7 separate regions of the Mus musculus genome follow, and regions 2, 3, 4, 5, 6 and 7 are each linked to region 1. A link is a contact called in public Hi-C, HiCAR-type, HiChIP or PLAC-seq and promoter capture Hi-C data. All regions are on one chromosome and are shown on one strand. The core of a region is the stretch at or near the end of the contact, and the rest is flanking DNA. Distances in the headings are between cores, read along the strand shown.

Region 1 (3,628 bases), core at 846-3,345:
TGTGGTGATGGTCTCCCTGCTTTGACTCACACTATTAATTTACACCTTGAAATTGAATGCCTGCTTCATACATCATTTATCACCTCGGACTTGGGAAATGGTCTTCCTTTGCAAGTGAACTTCATAAGTATCCTGCCTAGATGAGTCCCATCCTAACTAGCAAAAACAACAGTAACACACACACACACACACACACACACACACACACACACCTGCATCTTTTCTTTAAAAGCTAGAACTTCAAGTCCAATCATTTGTAAACACTATAAATATGAGTTTAATGAAAAGAAGTGAACTCTCCTTAAAATAGAAGTAAAGTTAGGTTTGGGTTTTCTTTTGCCTGGGTCACACTGGCAGGGAGATAACATAGAGAGAGACGAATGCCCCGATAAGCACAGTGAAGAAGGGCTGTTGTTCTCGGGGCGAAGTACAGCTAAGGCACTGACCAGGTTCTTATGACAAGTTGGATAAAACGTGCAAAACTGGGGACTAATGAAAGCCATATGACCAGATATGTTGTTTCGTGTGCCGGATTTAAGATGCATAAAATAAACTTTTCACTGTGCCCATAAGCAAACTGTAGAGGCTCTGGTCTCCTGATGTGAAGTGGGGAAGGTTTCTTTATGACACCAGGAGCTGTCTGTGAAAGGGTCTCTCTTGAGGGCTTTCAAAGTGTGGATGCTAGCTATATGTGGGGGAAGGGGAGGGGCAAGGGGAAGGAGTATTCTAAGATCCGCATAAGAGAACTGAAGTAGGAAATAAAGTTGCAGGGGAAAATGACAGGAATATGGGTGGCAAAGACAGAAAGATAATCAGTGATAGTCATTTCCATTCCAACCCCAACCCCGGGGTGAACATAAACCTTTGGAAGAGAGGCACTTCCATGCTGTTTGATAAGAATCCCTGAGCATCTAAACTCATTTCTTGCCTCACACATAACTTCAGGGAAAGTCCCACTTGCACCCGAATGTAGATTGTAGACTGGCTTGGCACAGAAAAGTGCCCGAATCAGACCCCAGCTCCGGGGCGCCCTCCTAATTTAAACTCAAGCCTCAGTGTTTCCATCTATAAAGTGGGATGTATAATTTCAGGATCAAAACTCAGTGGTCACAAAAGAATGTTATTTCGGAGCATCCCTGTAGTTTCTTAAGCATGTGTGTCATAAGAATGTTCAAGACCCTGACTGCAGGGGCCGCCTCACACAGGGTCACTCTGAGACCCTGTTGGCCTTTGACACCCTGAAAGTGCCAACCTGCTAAGCCAGTCTAGCAGCTATGACGTAGCTGAATCTCCCCCAACCTCAGAGCTGGAACCACTTTGGGAAAGCCTCCTCTCCTCCATGGAAATCCAGGTGGGGGTGGTGGAGGAAGCAGGTAGGTTAAAATGCTTCTGTGGAATATTCTGGGCTGAGGATCAGCGTTTCCCAGCTGAATTCCAGGGCCCAGGGCGTGCGCTGGTCAGCGCAGCTCTGAGCGGGGTTGGTTTCTCTTTCACTTCCTGCCCCTCCCGCGGAGACTCCCTGCACCCAGGCCCTGTCCCTTTTCAGCTTGCCACCGTACCTTGAGCAGCACCTGCTGGCAGTTTCCAGGGATCACTCCCGAATGCGCAGCTCCAGCCCGGCTCGCGGGACGCCTGGACTCAGGGGCCAAGCTGGTCCAAGCGGCCGCCTCTATTTTTACCCTGAACACCAGCAAGGGCAACTTCGTTTAAAAGCGCAGCTCTTGATTTTTCCCCCCCTTTTGGCAGCTAAAGAATTCAGGGAGGGGAAAGAAAAAAAAAAAATCACTGTTCAGTGAGTGCAGCCGGGAATCTCTGATCCCAGCCCTCGGTGCCAGGGAATGTCAGGGACCAGGACCTGCAGTGGGGCTGCCGGTCTCCTGGCCAACGGAGGCGAGCGGCAGCTCAGGCCCCGCACCCGCAGACTGCCCCTTCCCGAGTGTAGAGTTCGGTCCCACCGACTACCGCACTGGCAGAGTGGCCCGCTGCCACCGCGCTCTGCACCTAGCGGAGGCGTTCTGATTTACTGGCTACTTCACAAAGCTCCAACTCCACGCTGGCCCGGTGCTGCCTGGAGGAGCAGCCACTAGCGAACCCCGGGAGCAGCTTGCTGTGAGGAGGAGCCCGGAGGGAAACTGGTACCTTATTTTACTGTAATTGCAAAAGAAGAGATGTGCCAGAGATTTATATTTAGAAGTTGTATGTTTCTACTTTTATGTAAATGGAGCAATTAGGGCCTGTCTTGTTTCTGCTAACTCGGATGCGTGAGCATTGCTGGGGAGCTGGTGTTTTCAATCACAATTAGTGAGCTGGTCAAGAAACAAAGTTCCTTTGAGGATAGAGCTCCTTTGTGTGGATGAGGGAAACCTGCGTTTCAGTGCTGGCCGGTGGCTTGTGGTGACACACATCTTAGGGGCATAGCTAACTCTGGACTAGTGTGTTTGCCCTGTGCAGCAGCTGGGCCCATATAAAGTTGGCAGAGATCAAGTCGTGAGAATATTCACTTTTCCTCTCAAGCAAACCGTATGTCCTTAAGCTTTCATGCAGGCTATTAATCGCTCTTCCCTCACTATCCCTGAAGCAAGGAGACAGGCTTGGAAAGGAAGCCGTTTTCCACGACTCTGACTCTGTGGTTAGCTGCTGCTCACAGATCCTGTGATTCAGTGAAACATGCAAGCCAGAGAATGTGGACACCTTAAGCAGGTGACTGACAAGTGTCCTCTGATTCAACTGAATGACAGGAGGCTGGTGGTTCAGAGGCACAGACAAGCTGCTGATAACTCAGGGTGTTTGGTTCCTTCCTATGAAAAATCTGTTTCAAAAAAAAAAATTCATGATTTCTGCCTGCCTTGCTGGGAAAGTAAACATGAAACGTGACTATAAAAATGAAAAGAACCTTTGAGGTGTTCTCATCAGCTACGTGTTGTTCTGGGCTTAAGGGGTGGTGGGGGGGGGGGGAAGACCTGGCCTCCTTGGTTAGGGTTACCCTCTCCCCCACAAGAGACAGCACAACATCCAGAAAACATGGGCAGGACTCTGAATGATATTTGCTGCAGTAAACTGTGGAAGTCCCTGTCTAACCATCCCATCAAACGGCTTTGGTAGAGTATGGGGTTGGCAAACCTGTCTGTTTCCTACAGGCCACAGCCTGCAACTAGTTTGGGCCAAATGTTAGATACCAGGATTTGGGCCAGAGATGGAGCGGCACTTTGCAGTCAAAAATCCAACTAGGGGGCTGTGTGCTTCTAAGCTAGAACAAGAATGAATAGTTCAAAACCGAACTGGAAAGGGGGGCATTCACATTGCTCTGAACTGTATCCAAAACAACAAATAAGAGACGGTTAACCCCAAACTCCCTGATTCCTAAGACTCACATTTTTTCTCAGAACCACCTGAGTATCCCTTCAGGCCTCATGCTGTCTATGAGGACCTGCCTTCAGGATATTGAAGACTGTCATCTGAACAGTGGCCCCAGATGCTACAGTTAAAAAATGGGAAAAGAAAAAGAAGGAAAAATTCCGTAAGTAAAGCGTTGTTGTTCACTCCAGAACAGCGGTTCTCAGCTGAACTGGTTTCTCTCTCCGGGACATCTGACAATGCGTTCAGCTGTCATAACCAGGAAGGAGGTGCC
Region 2 (3,628 bases), core at 465-2,964, 1.7 Mb before region 1:
CTGAATATTTCATTTTCCATGGTAACTTTGAACTCTTTCTTGGGTTTATCTTACTTAGGGCAAGATGACCTCATCCAGCACCAAGACAGGAGGATATTGGAGCTGACACCAGAACCAGACCGGCCTCGAATTCTGCCTCCTGATCAACGGCCTCCTGAACCTCCTGAACCACCACCAGTTACTGAGGAGGACCTAGATTATCGGACAGAAAACCAGCATGTTCCTACCACTAGTTCTTCATTAACTGACCCACATGCTGGAGTGAAGGCAGCCCTCTTACAGCTGCTTGCTCAGCATCAGCCCCAGGATGATCCCAAAAGAGAAGGTGGTATCGATTATCCCACAGGAGACACATATGTGCCCAGTTCAGACTATAAGGACAACTTTGGATCTTCTTTCTCTGCCGCTCCTTACGTTAGCAGTGATGGTCTAGGAAGTAGCTCCGCTGCTGCACCATTGGAAGCACGTAGTTTCATTGGAAACTCAGATATTCAGTCTCTGGATAACTACAGTACTGCTTCATCTCACACTGGTGGTCCACCTCAAACTTCTGCCTTTACTGAGTCGTTTGCCAGTTCAGTAGCTGGATATGGAGACATTTACCTCAATGCTGGTCCCATGTTGTTTAGTGGAGACAAGGACCATAGATTTGAATATAGCCATGGTCCTATCACAGTCCTCACAAACAGCAATGACCCTTCCACAGGGCCAGAGAGTACTCATCCCTTGCCAGCAAAGATGCACAACTATAACTATGGTGGTAACTTACAGGAAAATCCAGGTGGCCCTAGCCTCATGCATGGACAGACCTGGACTTCTCCTGCCCAAGGACCTGGATATTCACAAGGATACAGGGGACACATTAGCACATCAGCTGGCAGAGGTCGAGGCAGAGGGTTACCATACTGAGTATCTGTTTTTCCTCAGGCACATCATTTTTATCTGGAAAGACTTTTCTAGCTGCAATTTCAGGCAGCAATCCAAGAGACTTGAATAATATTAATTCAACAACAGCTTTATTTTTATGTGGAAAGGGTCTTGCATACAATAGTGAAAAAAACAAAACAACAAAAAAAATCTTTGCTTAAATTCATGCTGTTCTTAAAACTAGCTCTATTGATTGTACATCGTCACAGATTTTAGTTAACAATTTTATTTTGTATTCTTGCAGTTTTAAGTGGATGCTAACATTAGGGACATAATGTTTTTATGGCCCTGTGGCAGATCTTCTGAACTATGCACACTTGTGCTTTTTTTTGTAAGTTTGGACCAACTTTTATGTAAACAAGCTCCCCTTCCCCCCATGCCCCCCATCCCCCTTCCAGTTTTACAACAATCAGAAAGGGCACTGATTTATTTGGTATTTTCTTTTTACAAAGCTACCTTTAGTCGAAGGTCACTGTCAGTCTTTGCACCTGCTTTCAGTGTTATTGTGAAAGGTGTACTTTGTGCTCATTTCAGAAAAATAAAACACAACCTTTCTCTTGATGCAACAGTTTTATATAAAAAATGGTCAACATTATTTTTGTTTTGTTTTTTTCAGGTTACCATAATACAGGAAAATTCATTCAAATGAAATAGTGGTTTTTATATGAAAACTATGGGTAGGGTGGGGAGGGGTTGAGTAAGTGCCTTAACAGGTAAGCTTAAGGTCTGCGGATGAAATGAGCCTTCACACCACTGTCTTTCTAAGGGAGTCTGTACTGTGCTGACGGGGCAGGGAGCTTCTCCGCTCTCAGGAGTTGCTTGGTCAGTTCTGTTAGCTCCATTCCCTCTGCCTGCCTGTCACACTGTCCCTTTCTGCCTGTCTTTTGGCTGTGTTGACTTCCACTGTTACCTTCTCTTGGTAGGGGTGTAAGAGGAAAAGAAAGGGAGAACTCAGAACCTTATGTTACTTCTGGGAAGTACTAAAACTTTTTTTTATCAATTAAGTGGTTGAAAGTAGTAGCTGAATGAGAATTTTAGAGTGCTCCTTTCTTTCTGGCTGTCATACTGACCCAGTTTCTATTTGGAGGGCAGGAGTTTTGAAGCAAGTATGTATAACAATTCATAAATAAATACATATGGTACATAACAAATGTATTGAAGTCCACAGAAGGAGGGTGGCAAACACCTTATTTTAAGTTATATAATTTTAAGAAAATGTCAACTTAAGTAGAAACATGTCCTAGATCTAATTTAGTAAAGCAAACAGAAAACTCAAAGAGAAAACCTTCCCTCTTCCTTTCAATTCTGTGAAATTTACTATAATTTCTGCCAGATTAGAGCAGTGCTATTCTATTAGAATCAACCAAGAAAGAATAACTCTGATGTTGTCAAGTCGCACTATGTTTACGTTCACACACACACACACACACACACAAAAAACCAAAATTCTATTTCTGAAAAGGAACCAAAGGTAAATAGCCAGCATCACCTTCATCATTCGTAGATAAGAGACTCTGGGGAACCGCCCTCGCGTGCCGACTGACAATTTCAATTGTTGTAGTACCTTTCCCATTGGATACTAAGTAAGGAAGAACTGTTATGAAAAGCAGCTTAGCTTCATGCCCTTTATATGATTTGTGACCCTGCATTTACAAACATTCAGGAAACATTATTGTTTGGTGACAGAATATTTTAAAGATAATTTTCCAGTTTATGCCTATTAAAAATGAGTTTTCAGTTGACCATTTTATTTTTTGATCGTATTTTGTTGGTGAAAGAAAAAAATTAATGGAAGAAAAAATATTTTGCTTTTATTTGAATACAGAGTACTAACAACTTAATAAAACAGTAGAGGAAGTGAAAAAATGTTTTGAAATTTAGAAATTAGAGTATTCAAGTCTCTGAAATTTTAATATGGTGAGTCTTAGAGCTTTAGACTTTCCTATAAGTGACAGTATCTAAATTATTATTTGTCACATTTGGTACATCTGCTGGCCATAAGCAGCTAACCTAAAATTGAAACTATTTATGTGACATGAATAGTCTGTGTTTTAAAAATTAAATATTTTATATAAAATTGACTTGTGTTTGGATAGTTTTTCTAATTAAACATTTCAGATATATATATCCATGTTGGGAGAGTGGCTGGGAAGTCAGGGAAATTATTGGCTTTGAAATAGAAAATTGGAACTATTTCTTCTAATAATGTGTGTTTTGTAAGACTGTGTAACTATATCCTGTGTTTAAGAAAAGGGGATGCCAATTAAACCATAGTGAAGAAAGGCCAGTGACTGCAGGACAGTCCAGACTCAGGGTGGTGTTACAAGAAAGATGTCTCATGAAGTATTAATGCAGTGCTGAGAGGTGGTAATTCAGTTCGGAGAGTTTGGATTAAGAACAGAGCTGGGAAATCACTAGTTAAAGTCTGTATTTTGGGTAAGACTTAAAGTAATAAAATTCTAAGGGGGTAGAATCAAGTCACACTGCAGATAAGAAAGTGAACGTAAGATTGACCTATGGAAAACAGTCTTCCTGTGAAGTTTTTCTGCCTCACAATTTTTCCTACATGGAAAATTCGGTATGTCCCAAATCTTCAATTGTTACCTGTTGGTAAACTGAAAATTAAAGGAATAATTCTAGAGAGTTAATTGATTAAATGGTTTGTGGAATGTGATTGTTTAACAGCTTCCACTTCTGTTAG
Region 3 (3,628 bases), core at 388-2,887, 1.7 Mb before region 1:
AGAAATATTAAGAAAAGTATCTTCCTTTTTTGCCTGTGAATGTTTGCGTATTGCTGTACTGTTGGCTTATATCCACTACAGACACTGGTTCTAGGCCAGCCCAAGGGTCTTCAAGCATTGAAGGCTTAAAATAACTTTCCAACTCATTAGACATTCTTTTTTCTCTACCACGCCCTGATCCAAATGGTGTAGATGTCCTTGGAGAACCCTTTAGGAAAAAAATCATCAGTTAAAAATAAAAACATCTAGTAAGAGATAACTGGTACTTTCTCCTCTAGTTTAATATTAGTGGGGAATCACATTAAAAGTTGTCAATTGAAACCCAATATATTCAGTTGCAAATTTCTTTAATCTAGTGCTTTTAAAAATTACTAAAACCAATTGTATATTTCTCTTTTAGAAATGTCTGCTATCATCTTAAAACCTTTCAGTTTCTAATGTGATAACCAACCCTGCAGCTATTAAATACAAATAAACCCAGTACAAGCAGTGGTTCACTGTATTCACTTCTTGGAAACTTACTTTTTAACCTGATAGGCTTCAAATTTCTAGAACTTTTATATTGCATGAAAATTTTCTATTCTTATTAACTCCAACTCATAAGGATTCATATGGGTGAGCATATTCAATTTTGCAAAACCACCGAGATACAAGTTGTTAGCTACTTCCTGTCTTGTATTCACTCATGGAGAAGAGGGGAAGTTTCCTCAATTTCAAATTTTCTATTTTTCCTTCAAGAGAACTTTGAGTAGGTATAAATATGGCTCGAAATAAAATAATTGTTTCTTTTAAAAAAAGCAAGGATGCAAAAACAAGGGAGGGACATCTGTAGGAAAATGGCAGTAGACTACAGTCTAGAGGTGCCATACTACACAATAGGGAATCATTTACTGTCCTCCCCCTAGGAATCCAGGACAATTCACTGAAATAAATGACAAAAAACCCAAAACCAAATAAAAACCTCTGGGGGTGGGTGGGAGAAGAAATGGAGGATTAAAGAAGTTTGTATACGAATGTGGTATGCTGGCTGAGAGCAGTTTCTGTGGACAGAGAACTAGAGCTCCGCCACTTATGGTAGTCTTAGATAATTTCTTTACGCCTCAGGTTACTCATCTGCAAAACTGGGCCAACGTAGTATCGGAGGATTAAACAATCCACGGAAAGGGAATGTTTCGTATCACGTCTGCCATCACAGGAAGAGTTCGGCAAACGCTAGCTATTGTCTTTACCTGGGGGTAGGTCTGCTGCTGCCCTGGGGAGTAGCCGAACTGATGCTGGGACCCCGCGGGGGACCTGGAGTAGGAGCCTGGGTAGCCGCCCGGGGACGGAGACCCGAAGCGGGCCCCCGAGAAGTTGCCGCCGTGCCGCGGAGACTGGCTGCTCCCGTACGGCCTAGCCCGGGGCCCGCAGGGCGGAGTGTGGTGCGGACTCCCGTACCCGTCCCGCGGGGAGGGCGGCCGCGGCCCCCCGCCCAGGGCACCCCGGAAGTTATTTCCGCCACCCCAACCTCCTATCCCCGGGCTGGGGTACGGAGGAGTTGGGGGTCGAAAATTCGGTCGGTGCATATCAGGAAACGAAGCCGCAGAGCTCACACGCCGAACGCCTCACCGGAACCTCTGCGATCAACCGCCAGAAGGAAACTGGTATTCCTCTATTTATACACCCTTCCGGCTCCCAGCGGACTACCGCACCTTAGTTCCGGCTGCACAAAGGTTCCGATCTCACCAAGTTTCTGCAAGAGGGCAGGTAAACAGGTCACTCAATGGAAGAATGGTGGGCGTGTCTGAGAGGAGGAAAGACTGTAAAGGGGAAACTAAATCTCCGGCCGCAGCACGAGCACAGTCGTCAACGGTCTTCCCGGAGACCCCCAGTACACGAAGACGGAAGCGGAAGAGAGGAAACCGATCATCAGGCCTTATTGGCTGTGAGGGTGGGAGAGGGGCGTGCGGGTTCCGAAGAGGGCGGATCAGAGGGGTAGGGCCATCCGTCTTGGAGGCTTCCGGGAAGCAAGGAGTGAAGCGTCAGCCGGATTCGGGGGCGGGGCCATGAGCCAAGAGGCGGGGCCGAAGGGTGTGAGGCGAGAGACTCGGTTGAACAGGATCGTCCAAGGGGGCGGGGCCGAGTGAGACTGAGGTGGAGGCCTGGGCGGAAGCGGAGGGCGTGGTGGGCGGGGAAGAGTGCGAGGGCGACCAGGGGGAGGGTCTTTGCGGAGGGGGCGGGGCTGGCGGCGGGGCCGGGCTGGCTGGGGGGGCGGGGCTGAGGGGGCCTAAGGTCAAGGAGGGAGGTCGCGGGGCGCTCTCGCTGGGGTTGAGGGGCGATGCTGTGGATGCTGGCCAGGGCGGTGGCTTTTCGGAGACCCGGCCGAGGCCTGGCCGGCGGGAGGGGGCTGTGGACCGGCCGCCCGCAGTCAGGTACCTACTGACACTGAGCGCTCGGGCTCCCTGAGGGGAGCGCTCGCGCCTCGGGGGCTCCTGTCGCAGGGCTCATGGCCATGGTCGTGCCCTGCTTCTCTTTTCCACCCCTGGCTTCTAATCCCCCAAGGTTTGGTAACTTAGGAAACAGCACCTCCCGCCAAAAGCTGAGTTTTAGAAAGCAGACTGCTGCCTTGAAAACTTAAGCGAGCCTGTAGTAATTAATGCTGGACTTGAACCCTGCGTTTACGTTCTTGTAAAATGGAAGTTGACGAGGTTAGGAAGTAGAAACAGAAATTTAAAGGGGAAAAAAAAACCCACGAAAACATACCCCAAACTTAAAAATCTTGTAATTATAAAGAAACGGGATAATTAAAAAATGCTATCTTCTGCATAAGATACCTGTCTTAGACATTCCTGTAGAAGAGTTTTGTGGTCTTTCCCTAACTCCTTCAGATACTAAAATCAACTTGGGATTTTAGGACTCATCACATTAGACCGTGGATATGTGAGGGGGTTATTGGTTTAGATTTTTGTGTGTGTGAGTGTATTGTTTGCGTGTATGCACATGCACCATTTAACGTACCTGATGCCTTTGGAGATCAAAAAAGAATCAGATTTCCTGGAACTGGAGAAAATTGTGGTTGTGAGCTACCTTGTGAGTGCTGGGAACTGAGCCAAATCCTCTTGAAAGAGCAGTAAGTGCTCTTAACCACTGAGTCATCTCTTCAGCGCCTGGCCTAAGGTTTTCATTCATCCATAGCATCTTTCTGAAGCATTTTGGCCTTCAGTCTCTGACATCTTCGGTGACATAACTATAGAGTATATCCTCAGCTTTATTCTTTATTAATGGAGACATAAACACAAGGGCTTATGGGGGGGGGTGAGGTTGTTTAATTTTTTCATGCCCCTGCTATATTCTTGGATAATTCAGTTCGACTTTTTTTGTTTTGCTTCATTTTGTTGTTTTGTTCTTTGTTTGTTTTTTTGAGACAAGGTTTCAATACATAACCCAGGCTCGACCACATTTCTTATTTCTGAAGACAAATTGTATAATCATGGAGGGATAATGTCATCATCAGGATGTAATGATATTTTAGCGCCTGCACACTACAGCTTATCTAACATTTATATTGTTCTTTACTGGCCATAATTTCTGTTTTATCTTTTCTTTGTCTAGCTTAGAATCTAGCATTTGAGCAGTCATACTTATGAAT
Region 4 (3,628 bases), core at 580-3,079, 1.6 Mb before region 1:
TTAATATAGGATTTAGATTACTACTTTCTTTTTGAGGCAGGGTCTCACCAGGGAGCCTTGACTTTCCTGGAACTCACTCTGTAGACCGGGCTGGCCTTTACATAGAGATCCGCCTATCTCTGCCTCCTGAATGCTATGATGAAAGGCATGTACCACCATGCCCAGCCATTAGAATTCCTCCTGATACTCTGGTATCCTTTCTGACTGTAATAATATCCCCTGGCATTGTAGAAATTTATTTGTGTCTGGCTACAAAGTCAGCATTCATTTGAAATAAATCTGGCACTGTGAGTTTAACTTGACTTTATCAGGAGTAAATCTGGTATTGGGTCACGATTTTGTAATCAGTCTGTTACTGCATAGTCTTAGGCCATCAAATATTAGGCTGAGGGAGTGGCCCTGAGTGATGGCAGAGGAAACATGGCTTAATTCAAGCTGCATGTGGAGAGAAAAACTTCTGAGCTTCTCATCACTTCATTGCCCTCTCAGCTTAGGGCTAAGTGGAAGCTGCTCTAAGTGTCATTTTCACAAAGCAAGTCAGAATTGCTTTTTCTTGGCACCATGTTGCAAGTGCATATAAGTATTCATTTAGAAGAAACAGTGCAATTCTCCTCTTAGTTGTTCATTGCAGTGTAGTAACTTACACATTACTTATTTTTGGAGTTCTCATAGAGGAACTTTGAGCCTGAGCTCAGTCTCCCAATACAAACTATTCTCACATCACTTGACTTTAACCAAGAAGACTGTTAAAGGTTAATGCAGATTCTTCTTAGTGCTCACTTAGTTGAAACCATGAAGAGGGCATTGAAATAGAGTCACATTTCTTATTATGGTGGTACAGGAGCCAGTTTTTATTCTAGAGTCTTAGAGTCAGCAGGGATACCAAATATATGTTAGATTTGCTCTTGGCATTTATCATGTACTTAGTACAAATAATTAAAAAAAACAAAAGTCAGTTTTCATTTGTACAGTATTGTCATATCTGCATAATATTATTATTGCTAGATTTGGTACAAACAGCCATAATCATTTTTAACTTAAAAACTTTTCTTATTACCAGTTGGAACTTCTTCTGGGTATGTGCCCAGGAGAGGTATTGCTGGATCTTCTGGTAGCATGACACTATTGCATATGCCAGCAAGATTTTGATGAAGGGACCCTGGTATAGCTGTCTCATATGAGGCTATGCCAGTGCCTGGCAAATACAGAAGTGGATGCTCACAGTCATCTATAAGATGGAACACAGGGCCCCAATGGAGATGCTAGAGAAAGCACCCAAGGAGCTGAAGGGGTCTGCGACCCTATAGGTGGAACAACAATATGAACTAACCAGTATCCCCAGAGCTTGTGTCTCTAGCTGCATATGTAGCAGAAGATGGCCTAGTCATCCATCACTGGGAAGAGAGGCCCCTTGGTATTGCAAACTTTACATGCCCCAGTACAGGGGAATGCCAGGGCCAAGAAGTGGGAGTGGGTAGGTAGGGGAGTTGTGGGGCAGGTATAGGGAAGTTTTGGGATAGCATTTGAAATTTGAAATGTATATAAAGAAAATATCTAATAAAAACTTTTCAATAAAATATTTATAACTTCTACTTTTTTATTCTTTTATTCAAGTGTACACCATATACAAAGAAATAGTTCAATAGAATTTATCATTTCAAGTGAAAGGAAAAGACCTTATTGGAACTTCTGGGAGGATTTAGAGTTTGTTTCCCAGGAGCTTGGTGAATAAGTAGATTGATATGTGATTCATGCCCAAGATATTTAGAGAGCTAGAGGATGTCTGGAGGACTGTGGTTTGGGAAACCACTGCAGTCACTGCAGTCTTGCTAGTATTTCCTGTAGATCAGGGTGAGAACGATAATAACATTGTGTGCCTTTGATCTGTCCCAGAGAACAGAGCAGAAGGAAGCTGGTAAGCTGATAATGCCCAGAGCTTAAGAAGGGTTATAAGTGAACAGCTGGAAAAGGGACAGAGTCACCGGTATAGAGACCCTTGCCATTAGAAATTTTTGTCCGTGGAGTCAGGGAGATAATGCAGGCTCAGAATGAAACAACAAATTGATCACCAAAGTAGCACCACTGAAAACCTTTGTTCATTCCTGCTCGACCAAGGAAATGCTAGAATCTGCTTAGCAAAATTGTGTGCTGAGTGGAAGTTGAGCAGTGTTACTGTTGGTCAATAATGGTATTTCCAAAGTGCCACTGTTTTCTTGGTAGTTGTTAAATCTGCATTAGTGAAATAAAATTATGTAGCTAATTTACTAGAAATGAAAGAACTTTCTCCTGGTTCCCATGTTAGATGCTCATTTTCTTCCTGAAGTTTTCTTTAGGAACTAGACTCAAGGAGCAACTTTGGTCATGTTTCCCTACTCTTCATAGATTTACTCTTGTATTCTCATCAAATGATACTCCTGTTGTTGTTGTAAAGTTCAGAAGCATTGAGAGGCCTAATAGTGCTTTATTATGTTTTAAAAAACATGCTTCTATGTATGAATGCATGTATGTTGACATAAAGTTTTGCAGCCTATTTTAATAAACATTCAACTGCTCTTCTAACCCACCACCCTCCAGAGGTAGTGGAAGAGAAGAGTTATTAGAACACTGGGGAAGTAGACCTGTTTAGAAATATTTCCTTGGGGGCAAGTCCAATCTTTGTTGTCAGGATACCAGCAGTCCAGTCCCATAGCAAACACCACATATGAATCAGCAGTTGCAATCCAGTCCTCCTGGCAGGCAGACACCATGCATGAGCCAGCAGCTATAGTTCAACCGTGAAGAAACCACAAAGTTCACAAACCAGGTGAAGGCAAGACGCTGCAGGAACCTCGCAGGAATTCCACGAGAAGTTCTTTGCTGAGTTTCTGTCTAGAGTCACCACAAACAGAGCTCAGCAATGCAATGTAAGGCAAACCAATATATGTGTGTCATTAGCGAAGAATGGTGAGACAGACCAAAGCAAACCAATGCTCCTCTCCCACTGTCTGTGGATCATGTTTACAATACTTCATTACACATCTGCTATAGCAAAACTTCATTTGACATAACCGACTTTCCAAAGAAACCAGAAGTTTCCACTTAATATGTGTGTGGTTTGGGGTATGCATGTAGAGACCAGAGAACAACTTGCAGGCCTTGATTCTCTCCTTCTGCTTTGTGATTCCTGGGACTCAGGGTGTGTATGAAGCCCTTTGCCTTCTGAGCTGCTTTGCTCTTCCACATGTGCTGTTTTAATGTTGTCAGGCCCCCTCTTCAGTCTTATAAGAATTTTAAATCGGATAAAATGCAAGTTCTCAGATTGAAGCGGGGCGAATGGTTGGTGCTGTGGCCCATGGTAGAGTGCTTGCTTATAATACATATAGTGGCATATAATACCACTATACAAACAAACAACTCCCCCAAACAAACAACAAATCAAACACTAACAACAAAACAAAACGGCCTTGCTCTTATGTAACCTTGAGGAAGTTATATAGCTTTTCAAAGCTGTAAATTTCTTCTCTGAAAACTCTAGAAATGTATGGATTAAATGAATTAATGTATATGAAATGTTTGGCATGTTGAACAATGTTTAGGAATAGCAGGCCTTTCTCTTTTGTGCCGCGACCATCTTCACTCTCTTTGTCCT
Region 5 (3,628 bases), core at 313-2,812, 1.5 Mb before region 1:
GCAAGTGTTGGGTGTAGTTTGAGCATTTCTGCCTTATCTGTGCTTTTTGTCTCTTCTGCCATTAGTTCCTTTGTTACAGTTTCACTTCTATTCTCAAGTCATACACACATACATACATACATACATACATACATACATACATGAGAAATCTTCTCAGACTAACTTTCCACTTTATGCCTAGAGATCTATATTACAATGTTTTGGGTGCTGATATAGCAGAGTGGTTAGAAGAGTAAAGAGGAATGACAAAGGAAAAGATGGATATTCCATTTGTCCCTAGTATTGAATTTGGATCTGCTTTTCCAGACCTTTAATTTTCATGAAGCATAATGGTCCCTGCTCTAAATTTCACACTAAATGCTTGTTTGGAAAGTGTATGACTGTAGTCCAGGAGTTGCAATTTAAAATATTTACATATGCCAGGCAGGTAGTTAAAATGAGTAAACCATGCCAGCTAAAGATGCATAGGAATGCGATGTACATGGGGCTATACAACCTGTCTTAGAAGGGTGCATCCTAACGTGTCTGGGGGACTGTGGTGCCTATCTGTGGGATGCAAGCAAGGTCTTGACAACTGATTTCATTTAGGAAAGAAGCTGTAAATCATAGCATTTCCCAGTTTTTCTTGTGTAACAACATATAGCTAACTTTAAGCCTTTACCTTTAGTTTTTGCTAAGAACAGTTAGAGGAGATGAGTCATTGGCACTGGGAGCAAGTGCCATCTGTCTCTGGCACACTAGCCCAGCATAGCAAGATAGCTTTTGAAACACTGCTTAGCCCAAACAAGACACTGACAAACTAAGTCATGTTTATGAACCACCAATTTTCAACCTTCTGGAGTTAATTGGTAATGTCTGTCTTAGAAATCTAATTAGAAATCAGCTTTGCTACTTTCCATCAAAGTTTTGATGTTTACTCAATGGATTAAGTATACTCCCCCTCCAAATTATAGTGCTTCACTAGTGTACAGATAATTTTTTTAAAAAGGTAAGAGTCAAAGGTCCACAAATTATTCTTTGACCAATAAAAACCATTGCATTTGTAATTTCCAATGTTGACTACCTGGTTTGGCATCTGCTTCTGTTAGATGGATTGAATCAGAGAAAACTGTAAAATGTAACTCTGTTTCACTGACATTACTAAATCATTTATAGTAAAACCTTAATCAGGCATTTTGGTTTGTATATCTCTGGGCAATTTATCTTTACATGATAAACTTGTATGACCTTTCTTTGAGTATTTTCGAAGTGTGCTTTTTAATGCTAGTCTGGAGCCATACTTACAGGCAGAGTAAGGCCAGGAGTACTTTGTGAACTTAGGGGTCAGAACTTTGTGTGTATTAAGGTGTAGTGGAGGAGCTGAGTTGAGACAGGGTTTTAGGACTCATGAGTCATGGCCTAAATTTCTTTCCACCAAACTCTCTAGGATGTCAGAAAGAGACAAAGATAGTGTGCTTTTCCAACTGTAACAGCTTCCGATTGTGGTTACAACATAAGTGGAAGATATGGCTGCGAGAAAGATTGTCTGACGACTATGATAACTGACACAGCACAGCAGACTCATTCCTAAGGGTTTTTAAAAAAATCGTATTACAGCCCTCTAAATATGAAAACATACTTGTGGTTATGTGAAAATTCCTATCATATTCAAACATTCTGTCATAGGGACATATGAGAATATGGATATAGGATACAGTGTATCATCAAAGGCTATGTTGGCGAACCTTTGAGGTCCCTTAGAGGTGATGCTGAAAAGTTCAAACATGTCCACAATTGCAGCTTAGATCTTCAAAGCCTCCTGGCTCTGTTGATGAATTCTGACTGCAGTTTCTGAAGTGAGGGGTTTTCTCTGTGAGGTGTGTGTTTATGGTCAGTCAATATGTGTAGTGAATAAAATATCCTCATGGTTTCTGTCCCTGTGAAGTACCTCCCTGATTTGCAAATATGCCCATCAATAGCAATTATATTTGCTAAAGACATCATGTGTGTTTGGGCCAGTGAGGGTTGAGGTGTGAAAAGAATGTACTTGTGATGAAAACTTAACTCTGGGATAAGCAGCTGCTCCCAATCTTGTTGCTACCTGTAAACTTTCCGTATCACTAAGTAATAGAATGCTTTGTGTGTATCTTCTTACTGGACAATAAGAATCTATTACCTTTAACCACGGTAGTTCAGCACCCAGCACAATCCCTAAACAGAGTAGCCATCCAGTAAGCATTTGCTGAAGGAAAGTAAGATGCAAGATTAGAAAATGTTCAAAGCAACAATATGAACTAACCAGTTCCCCCGGAGCTCGTGTCTCTAGCTGCATGTAGCAGAAGATGGCCTAGTCGGCCATCAGTGGAAAGAGAGGCCCATTGGTTGTGCAAACTTTATATGCCTCAGTACGGGGAACGCCAGGGCCAAGAAGTGGGAGTGGGTGGGTGGGAGAGTGCGTGGGGGAGTGTGTGGGGGACTTTTGGGATAGCATTGGAAATGTAAATTAAATAAATACCTAATTTAAAAAAAAGAAAATGTTCAAAGAAAACAGAATTAAGTGATTCAGGATATAAAACATCTCTCTCTCTCTCTCTTACATACGTAAATTCTTTGAATTCTTTGTTATCCATTTGCTTATACTAATTAAGTCAAATCTTGGCATTATGTTCCTGCACTCCTTGCATGACTTTTTGTTTGAGGTGTAATGACCTAACAAACACCTATATGATATGCTGAATCATTTTATCACTGACATCATGATTTCCTGTTTTAATCCACATCTGGTGTTGTACTTTCCCTAAAAACTCCCATGAGATCACTTTAAGGACTCATTACTAAGGAACATAAATATGTACTGTAGTCTCCCAAGTCTTCTCTTTGGACTGGGAGCCATTCCACAGCTCTCTGAGTAGTGTGCAGTGGCCAGGAAATGTCTGCACCAACTGCTGGGTGGATCATAAAAATTATCTTCAGTGGCTTGATTTAAAAGCCGTTGTTACGTGCAGGGTTGTTTTGCACTGTTCTGCTTTTTTTTTTTTTTTTTTTTTTTGAGACAAGGTTACTCTGTGTAGTTCTGGAATTCACTATGTAGACCAGGTCTGCTTTGAATTTAGAGATCTGCCTGCCTCTGCCTTCTGAGCACAGGTATTAAAGGCATGCACTTGGTTTACTTAAGAGTTTTTAGATGGTGCCTAGATTATGACATCTTTCTTCATGAATTTGGGGACTTGCTTGAAATTTCACTAAAATGGATTAGCTCCTAGGGGTGGCTTCATGGATGAATTTGTCACTGTGCCTTTGGTGACTTAGCTCTATATTCCATCTAATGTTTTGACACTTTCCTCCTCTCAATGTCAATCTTGATGTGGGATTTGTCCTTAAGGCTTCGGCTTCCTGCTGATTTTAAGTCCCCTTCATTACACCCACTGCAATGCCTCTACTGTCAATGTCTTCATTTAAAGGCTAATTTCTTTTTGTAGAGTAGGATTCTCATTCCTGCCTCTAATTCATTTGAGTATTTGGCTTACATTCTATACTGTTTCTCCTTTCCCCTTTGGTCTCTAGATACCGTTCTGCTATTTTCCAAACTTTATAATAACCTGTATATTTGTTCCCTCTAATTTCCCATCTGGGCCATCACTGTCCCCAT
Region 6 (3,628 bases), core at 410-2,909, 1.4 Mb before region 1:
CCCCTATCCTCTGGCCGGAAAAGTGGCCCTTACTTTTCTTGATTCCTTCTGTTGTGTTGTTTTATTTGTTTTGATCTCATTCATTTGTGCTCTCGAGTTTTATTATTTCTTGCCATCTACTGTATTTGGGTTTGGTTTTTTTGTGTTTGTCCAAAGTCTTGAGTTGCATCATTAAATTGTTTACTTATTCACTTCCTGATTCCCGCCCCCCCCTTTTTTTTAAAAAACGAATTCTTCTGATTTTATTAAATGATGTATTTTGGAGAAGTCTGAATCTGTCTCCTGCTATGGTACTAATTGGGAGAGATGGTTCTTCTATACCAAGGTGAGGAAACACACTTATTCCAACAGGGCCACACCTTCTAATTATGTCACTCCCTGGGCCAAGCATATAGAAGCCATCACATTCCACTCCCCAGCCTCTATAGGCTTGTTCAAACATATTAGTCTATGGGGGTCATACCTAAACATAACATGCAAAATACATTTAGTCCAACTTTAAAAGTCCCCATAGTCTATAGCAGTCTCAGCAATGTTAAAAGTCCAAAGTTCAAAGTCTCTTCTGACATTCATTCAATCACTTAACTGTAATTCCATAGCAAGACAGGACACCAGGGAAATCTCCAAACTCTGCATCTCTATGGCTGATGTCAAACAATCTTCAGATCTCCAGCTCCTTTATTGTCTTTGTTGACTGCAACAAACTTCTTTCTCTTGAGTTGGTTCCACTCCCCATTAGCAGCTTTCTTCAGCAGATAGGTCATGGCTCTGGCATCTTGAACATCTTGGGGTCTCCAAGGCAACTCCATTGTTATTGCTTCTTTTCTGAGAATCACACATGATCTTCTGGACTCCTCCAAAGGGCTGGGGTCACTTCTCCAGCTTTGCTGTCTGTAGCACTGTAAGCTCAGGTTGATCCACTCTACTGTTCTTAGTGATCCTCCCATGTACTGGCCTCTTCAATACACTGTGGTCTTCTGTTTTAACTAGGCTTCATAGCCTATCATAGGCTCTCTTTATGGTTCCAAGCCTCAACTCCTTTGTATGACCCCTTCAGTCCTGGGCTGTCTACTGCATCTGAGGCTGCACCTTCACCAGTGGCCTTCCATGGGCTCTCACAGTGCCAAGCCTTGGCTGCTCTTCATGACCCCTTCATGCCTTCAAAACCAATACCACCTGGGTGACTCTTACACATTACCCAGTACAGCTGCAGCACAAGGTACAGCCTTGGCTAGTTTTGTAACATAGCTTCTTTGTGCTCTTAGATTTCACCTCAGTGATTTAGTACTTGAAGTTCTAGCTAGAGCACTTAGACAACACAAAGTCATCAACGGGATACAAATTGGAAAGGAAGAAGTCAAAATATCACTATTTGCAGATGATATGATAGTATACTTATGACCACAAAAACTCCACCAGAGAACTCCTACAGCTGATAAACAACTTCAACAAAGTAGCTGGATATAACATTAATGCAAGCATTCTCACCCAAAGAAGGGAATAATAGAGCCAGGGAATCCCACTGAGATAGAGATCTTCTCTACAGCTAGGTATAGCAAGCTTCACATTAGAAGCAAGTTGGTATATTCTGTAGACCCAGGAAATAGGGTGTTGAGGTATTGCAGTATTCATGATAAGGCCTGCTAGTGCAGAACCCCTGGTGGTAGGTTTAACAATAGACTAGTTTACACTTGACTCTCTTCTTTTGTGGCAGCTGCCTGGTCCCCACCTTCTTTTGATGTATACATTCCTTTTGTATTGAGTCACTGTAACTTGGTGGATTGTATTTTGCCTGGTTTCTTGTTATTTCTTTGGTATAAAAAGTTTGATGCTCGACCTGACACAATACATTCAGATTCTACACACACACACACACACACACACACACACAATTAATGCAAACAAATCAGTAGCCTTCCTCTACTCAAAGGATAAACAGGCTGAGAAAGAAATGAGGGGAAACAACACCATTCACTGTAGTCACAAAAATTATGAAGTACCTTGGTGTGACTTTAACCAAGCAGGCTGGTCAGAGCTTCAGAGATTATAGAGCCCTTGAAATGTTGCAATTCCTGTGCCTAATTACAGATAATCTTGTGTTGTTTTGGCCCCTTACTAGCCATTTATTACTAACTTCTGTGTGTTTTTTAACATTTTTGCGACTACTAGGTAGGTCTTTGGAATGAACAGACCCCTAACTTCTCTAAGGCAAAGGCTAAAAATGCTGTCAGATAGCATGTGAGGCCCATGACTGACTGAGGCTCTCCTGCTTTTCTCTCAGGCTCCATCTGTTGTCTTAGGGCTTTTACTCAGCATGATCATTCATTTTCATCCATCTCCTCGCTCCATTAGGTGCCTTCATACTAATTTATCTTCACATCTAGTCATAAGATCAAAGGAAGCTGATCATATAGCATTTAATTAATTAGTTAGTTGATTAATTTCTACATTCTGCACAGTTTTTCAGGCAGCAGTATCCAGCATTTGTTCAATAAACTATTGATTACTGGTTAAATTATTAAAAATCTCAACACTGAAATTCAGTATTATGTACACGAGAATAAAAAAAGGGTTTATACTAAATAGTATTTATCTTAAAACAGTCTCTAATTTAAAAAGAGGAATAAGAAGACACAAATGTTATAGCATGGGGAAAACAGAGGAGTTGGTGTTGTTGACTGGCTGTGTGATCTCAGACAAGTTATTTTGCTTCCCCATTCTTTTACTTACCCATCTATAATAATGCCAAATTATTTAATTGGACATTCTTTTTTTTCTTTTTCTCTCTCTCTTTCTTTCTTTCTTTTCTTTTCTTTTCTTTCTTTCTTTTTTTTTTTTTTTTTTTTTTTTTGATACAGGGTTTCTCTGTATAGCCCTGGCTGTCCTGGAACTCACTTTGTAGACCAGGCTGGCCTCAAACTCAGAAATCCACCTGCCTCTGCCTCCCAAGTGTTGGGATTAAAGGTGTGCGCCACCACCGCCTGGCTAATTGGATATTCTTAAAGCTTTGGGTTTTGTCATAGTCAGGGTTTCTATTCCTGAACAAACATCAGGACCAAGAAGCAAGTTGGGGAGGAAAGGGCTTATTCAGCTTACACATCCATGTTGCTGTTCATCACCAAAGGAAGTCAGAACTGGAACTCAAGCAGGTCAGAAAGCAGGAGCTGATGCAGAGGCCATGGAGTGATGTTACTTACTGGCTTGCTTCCCTTGGTTTGTTCAGCTTGCTCTCTTATAGAGCCAAACTACCAGCCCAGGATGCAACCACCCACAATGGACCCTTCCCCCTTGATCACTAAGTGAGAAAATGCCTTACAGCTGGATCTCATGGAGGCATTTCCTCAAGGGAGGCTCCTTTCTCTGTGATAACACCAGAATGTGTCAAGTTGACACACAAAACCAGCCAGTACAGTTTTCAAATATCATGTGCAGCTAAAAGTACACTAACCAAATGATTTTTTTACCATGTTCTGAATCACATGAATGTGATTTAGAAGGTTAGGGGTGGGTCCCAAGAATTCCTCTGTCCCTTTACAATGTAACTGTGGTACACAGCTATGTTTGAGAACAACTAATCTAGTAGCTTTTAGTTTTAGCATCTTATTGCTTTGTAATTTTAGAATAAGGC
Region 7 (3,628 bases), core at 425-2,924, 1.4 Mb after region 1:
ATTTGCTAAACACATGAAACTCAAGAAAAATGAAGACTGAAGTGTGGACACTATGCCCCTCCTTAGAAGTGGGAACAAAACACCCTTGGAAGGAGTTACAGAGAGAAAGTTTGGAGCTGAGATGAAAGGATGGACCATGTAGAGACTGCCTTATCCAGGGATCCACCCCATAATCAGCATCCAAACGCTGACACCATTGCATACACTAGCAAGATTTTATCGAAAGGACCCAGATGTAGCTGTCTCTTGTGAGACTATGCCAGGGCCTAGCAAACACAGAAGTGGATGCTCACAGTCAGCTAATGGATGGATCACAGGGCTCCCAATGGAGGAGCTAGAGAAAGTAGCCAAGGAGCTAAAGGGATCTGCAACCCTATAGGTGGAACAACATTATGAACTAACCAGTACCCCGGAGCTCTTGACTCTAGCTGCATATGTATCAAAAGATGGCCTAGTCGGCCATCACTGGAAAGAGAGGCCCATTGGACACACAAACTTTATATGCCCCAGAACAGGGGAACGCCAGGGCCAAGGAGGGGGAGTGGGCGGGTAGGGGAGTGGGGGTGGGTGGGTATGGGGGACTTTTGGTATAGCATTGGAAGTGTGAATGAGCTAAATACCTAATAAAAAAATGGAAAGAAAAAAAAAAAAAAAGAAAGAAAATGGTCAAAACACAGTCCTTTGTCTAAGTTCATCCATGATGGTTTTTTCTTAAACAGGGAACAATAGTTCCCCTTAACTGCACTTTGAGAAAATATATATAACTCTTTAATTCTTTCTCCCAAAACATAAGGGTCTAAAATCGTTTTAAAGCAATTTGTTAGTGGATCAAGCAAAATACAGAGGTTATCAGTTTGCATGTGCCACAAAAACTTGACAGGAAATCAGCGCCTTCATTTTATACTTCTTAAGCTTCTACAGGAGCACAGGCGAAACCGAAAGCAGTGTGAGCTTCAAAGCACATCGCTGCTAAACAGAGACTAAAACTAAGATTTAACAGCAAATAAGGATCTCCCAAAAGAAAAAGGACGTCTCACACGTCCCATAAGGAGTCTGGGTTTACAAAGCTCTCGCTCAGGCCTAGCCGGGCCAGTAAAGAAATCCTGGACCTGAAGAGAGCAGCTGAAAACAGACTATCTCAAAGCACCCTTCTCCTAGTCTAGAAGGAGAGCCAGTGCTTAGTGCTTGGCTTGGGGCCTCCCGTCCCTCGGCCCGCAACACGGCCGGCCTCAGCCAGGGCCCAGGCCTGGCACGGAACATGACTCTGCAAAGCTACGAGTCCAGCTCCGTCACCGTGCACTCCTACGCAAACACCAGCCAGGTCCGACACACGGGACCATGTCTGGGGCGCTCCTGTGATCTGCGACGCATGGAACCTGCGGGTCCCCCGAATACCTGAATGTAGTCAGCGAGAAGCTGTAACCGCGCTCTGCCATCTTTACCCGGAAAGTCGGAACACAGCCACGCACATGCGCAGTAAGTATGCTTCCTTTAATTTTTTTTTTCTTCTTTGCTCTGATTGGAGGAGAGTCACCTAGGGGTAGCTGGGAGTTGGAGTTTTTGGATCACAGCGGTCTTTGACCCTTGCGCATGCGCAAGAGGGGCCTGCGCATGCTCTGAGCGAGGAGGCGGGGAAGTGGGCGGACTTAACGCATGCGCTCAGCCCGCGTCCCGCTCTGTCTTGAGAAGATCATGGCTCCTTCGTTGCTGCTGCTTTCACTACCATGGCCGGTGCGTCCCGGACCGCTCCAGAGGTGCTGGGAGCTGCTACAACGGCAACTGCAGCAGAGCTGGAGTCGCTTTGTCAGTCCTCCGTGGGGTCCGTAAGGAGAGAGTTCGTGGAAAGAGGGTTGGTGAGGGCTTCCGGGTTGTAGCGTGGTTTTTGGTTGGTTGATTGGTTCGTTATTTTATTTGTTTGTTTGTTTATTGGTTATTTATTTATTTATTTATTTATTTATTTATTTATTTATTTATTTATTGAAACTGTCACCGTAGCCAGGGTGGTCTAGAACTCACTGTATAGCCCAGGCTAGCTTCGTATTTATTTATTTATTTATTTATTTATTGAAACTGTCACCGTAGCCAGGGTGGTCTAGAACTCACTGTGTAGCCCAGGCTAGCTTCGAGCTCCTGGTATCTTGGGCGTTAAATTTGAGATTGCTGTATTATTTACAGTGTATCGCAAAAGTGATAATGCCCAGTCTGAACAGAGATATATTTTATTATATCTCAAGCGCAGCATAATAAATAATTGTCTCCATGTTCTACCTGAGATAATCATTTCAGTCCATTCGTTGTCTAATAGGCCTGTGCTTGGACAGTTTATGTAGTGGTAAGAAGTCCTAAGAATTGAACGAACGTTCGCAAGTCTGAAGAACATAAGAAAGGGTAAAGAAGTGATCTAAGCAATTTAGAAAAACAAAGGTGAAACACTTGATAATCTCATAAATAATAAATCTTTTCTTAGAACACAGGTTAAGATTAAATATTAAGGAAAAATTTAATGGCTTTAGGAACCTACCAGGTTTAAAGAAAAAGGACCTAACTGGATCAGGATAGTGTGGTACAGATGACCATTGTAGTCATCTCAGTGATGTGAGTGAATGTAGGGAGTCTCGGGATTAGATTACTTGTACACTACTTATTACTGAACTGCAGTGTCCCGGATTATATACGGAGGAAATGCTTAGTAGAGTAGCCTGGCTGCTTTGGTAGCTTGCAATAAGAAAGCATTCCAGTTGAAGTATTTTAAATTGCCTTTTATATGAGCTTTAGTATATTTTAATAGCTGGGGATTATTACTAATGTTTGTTGTGTTTAACATTCAAAACTATTTATGTCAGGCCAGCCATATGGCTCAGTAGTAAAGGACCTTGTTGCTAAGTCTCAGGACCTGGGTCCTAGCCCCATGGCCAGTATGACGTAAGGAGAGAACTAACTCTGAAAGCTGTCCTCTGACCTTACATGTGCACATATACTCACAAACACATATAATTTATAGGTGTGTATATTTAGTGACACTACACATGTTGACTGTTAAAGGAAATAGTGGCTGTATTCATTTAGGAACTCCGAGTTGATTCGGCATCTCTGTTTTGTTTTATAGCACCAGCATTAGCCGTCCAGAGACCATCCATCCTCACAGAGCTAGCACATGATACTTGTGAAAATAAAGAGAATTCCAGCTTTTTAGATAGTATCTTTTGGATGGCAGCTCCCAAAAACAGACGCACCATCGAAGTTAACCGATGTAGGAGAAGAAACCCTCAAAAGCTTATTAAAATTAAGGTAATGTGTGAACGGGTGTAGGTGTGTGCACATACACACTCTCTTCCACAAGTCTAACACTGAATAGCCCGGTATTGTATTTGTGTAGCAGAGAAAACCAGCCTTATAATAGTCTTAGCATCTTGTTTGGCTCATCATGGATAGATACGTAATCTAATTCTTCCTTAATGTTTTAAGATACTCTTAATGAATCATCCCATTGCTTAGATGGGCTCCTTGTTGGTTATTATTTGAAGTTAGAGGACTGATAGAGCTCTTAATTCAAAAGTCAAATGAGATCATTACAAACAATTCTGAAAAAAATCTCCAAACTTCTTGACTATGCTTTTAATTGTTAATG

What was found. Promoter capture Hi-C pulls out the DNA fragments that hold promoters and counts their contacts. A called contact is a pair of places that touch in the nucleus more often than the background predicts. HiCAR-type assays count read pairs that join an accessible place to other places. HiChIP or PLAC-seq counts read pairs in DNA pulled down with a chosen protein or histone mark.
Region 2: a contact with region 1 is called in a promoter capture Hi-C map of liver, with 2.2 times the contacts expected there. The contact joins the enhancer-like site here to the promoter of Inhba in region 1. A contact is called at or near these places in 10 of 39 promoter capture datasets (the 3T3-L1 cell line, 3T3-L1-derived adipocytes, the SN4741 cell line and 5 more).
Region 3: a contact with region 1 is called in a Hi-C map of Th1 cells, with 8 times the contacts expected there. The contact joins the promoter of Mplkip here to the promoter of Inhba in region 1. A contact is called at or near these places in 14 of 39 promoter capture datasets (the 3T3-L1 cell line, 3T3-L1-derived adipocytes, the HPC-7 cell line and 11 more), 5 of 484 Hi-C or Micro-C datasets (Th1 cells, Th2 cells, adipose-derived mesenchymal stem cells and 1 more) and 14 of 115 datasets of contacts at active chromatin or transcription factors (DN3 thymocytes, the NIH/3T3 cell line, T-cell acute lymphoblastic leukemia and 7 more).
Region 4: a contact with region 1 is called in a FOXA1 HiChIP or PLAC-seq map of pancreatic cancer cells. The contact joins the enhancer-like site here to the promoter of Inhba in region 1. A contact is called at or near these places in 9 of 39 promoter capture datasets (the 3T3-L1 cell line, 3T3-L1-derived adipocytes, cranial neural crest and 5 more) and 6 of 115 datasets of contacts at active chromatin or transcription factors (the NIH/3T3 cell line, T-cell acute lymphoblastic leukemia, a colorectal cancer cell line and 3 more).
Region 5: an H3K27ac HiChIP or PLAC-seq map of embryonic fibroblasts shows a contact between it and region 1, with 26 times the contacts expected there. The contact joins the enhancer-like site here to the promoter of Inhba in region 1. A contact is called at or near these places in 7 of 39 promoter capture datasets (the 3T3-L1 cell line, cranial neural crest, frontonasal cranial neural crest and 3 more), 1 of 15 datasets of contacts at CTCF or cohesin (the NIH/3T3 cell line) and 2 of 115 datasets of contacts at active chromatin or transcription factors (embryonic fibroblasts and stem cell-derived neural progenitor cells).
Region 6: a promoter capture Hi-C map of epiblast stem cells shows a contact between it and region 1, with 16 times the contacts expected there. The contact joins the enhancer-like site here to the promoter of Inhba in region 1. A contact is called at or near these places in 15 of 39 promoter capture datasets (the 3T3-L1 cell line, 3T3-L1-derived adipocytes, the C10 cell line and 10 more) and 5 of 115 datasets of contacts at active chromatin or transcription factors (embryonic stem cells, forebrain, large pre-B cells and 2 more).
Region 7: a contact with region 1 is called in a HiCAR-type map of astrocytes, with 4 times the contacts expected there. The contact joins the promoter of Mrpl32 here to the promoter of Inhba in region 1. A contact is called at or near these places in 5 of 39 promoter capture datasets (3T3-L1-derived adipocytes, hippocampal neurons, neutrophils and 2 more) and 1 of 115 datasets of contacts at active chromatin or transcription factors (astrocytes).

Annotation. Positions count from the first base shown.
Region 1 is chr13:16,010,318-16,013,945 of GRCm38.p6, reverse strand. Inhba (inhibin beta-A) reads right to left here and starts at 2,095. Exons shown (of 5, transcript NM_008380.2): 1 at 1,856-2,095; 2 at 1,560-1,746. It also overlaps the pseudogene B230303A05Rik.
Region 2 is chr13:17,715,342-17,718,969 of GRCm38.p6, reverse strand. It overlaps Cdk13 (cyclin-dependent kinase 13), which reads left to right. Exons shown (of 14, transcript NM_027118.1): 14 at 59-3,008. The coding sequence ends at 909. Among named protein-coding and RNA genes, the nearest start is that of Mplkip, 22 kb to the right of the region's middle. Within about 2 kb of position 1,714, at least 3 of the 459 cell types and tissues checked have an H3K27ac peak or open chromatin away from gene starts, as enhancers often do. A contact at or near this core is called in liver, where this site is marked.
Region 3 is chr13:17,693,422-17,697,049 of GRCm38.p6, reverse strand. Mplkip (M-phase specific PLK1 intereacting protein) reads right to left here and starts at 1,637. Exons shown (of 2, transcript NM_025479.6): 1 at 1,230-1,637; 2 at 1-208. The coding sequence starts at 1,565. The coding sequence ends at 8. It overlaps Sugct (succinyl-CoA glutarate-CoA transferase), which reads left to right and starts at 2,285. Exons shown (of 14, transcript NM_138654.3): 1 at 2,285-2,411. The coding sequence starts at 2,318.
Region 4 is chr13:17,603,117-17,606,744 of GRCm38.p6, reverse strand. All of the region lies in intron 6 of Sugct (succinyl-CoA glutarate-CoA transferase), which reads left to right. Among named protein-coding and RNA genes, the nearest start is that of Gm40826, 81 kb to the left of the region's middle. Within about 2 kb of position 1,829, at least 47 of the 459 cell types and tissues checked have an H3K27ac peak or open chromatin away from gene starts, as enhancers often do. A contact at or near this core is called in the NIH/3T3 cell line, T-cell acute lymphoblastic leukemia, a colorectal cancer cell line and 2 more, where this site is marked.
Region 5 is chr13:17,492,210-17,495,837 of GRCm38.p6, reverse strand. The region is part of intron 8 of Sugct (succinyl-CoA glutarate-CoA transferase); the gene reads left to right. Among named protein-coding and RNA genes, the nearest start is that of Gm24873, 53 kb to the right of the region's middle. Within about 2 kb of position 1,562, at least 16 of the 459 cell types and tissues checked have an H3K27ac peak or open chromatin away from gene starts, as enhancers often do. A contact at or near this core is called in embryonic fibroblasts, where this site is marked.
Region 6 is chr13:17,456,207-17,459,834 of GRCm38.p6, reverse strand. All of the region lies in intron 8 of Sugct (succinyl-CoA glutarate-CoA transferase), which reads left to right. Among named protein-coding and RNA genes, the nearest start is that of Gm24873, 17 kb to the right of the region's middle. Within about 2 kb of position 1,659, at least 9 of the 459 cell types and tissues checked have an H3K27ac peak or open chromatin away from gene starts, as enhancers often do. A contact at or near this core is called in epiblast stem cells and stem cell-derived epiblast-like cells, where this site is marked.
Region 7 is chr13:14,611,083-14,614,710 of GRCm38.p6, reverse strand. Mrpl32 (mitochondrial ribosomal protein L32) reads left to right here and starts at 1,674. Exons shown (of 3, transcript NM_029271.2): 1 at 1,674-1,819; 2 at 3,107-3,288. The coding sequence starts at 1,693. It overlaps Psma2 (proteasome subunit alpha 2), which reads right to left and starts at 1,469. Exons shown (of 8, transcript NM_008944.2): 1 at 1,396-1,469. The coding sequence starts at 1,436.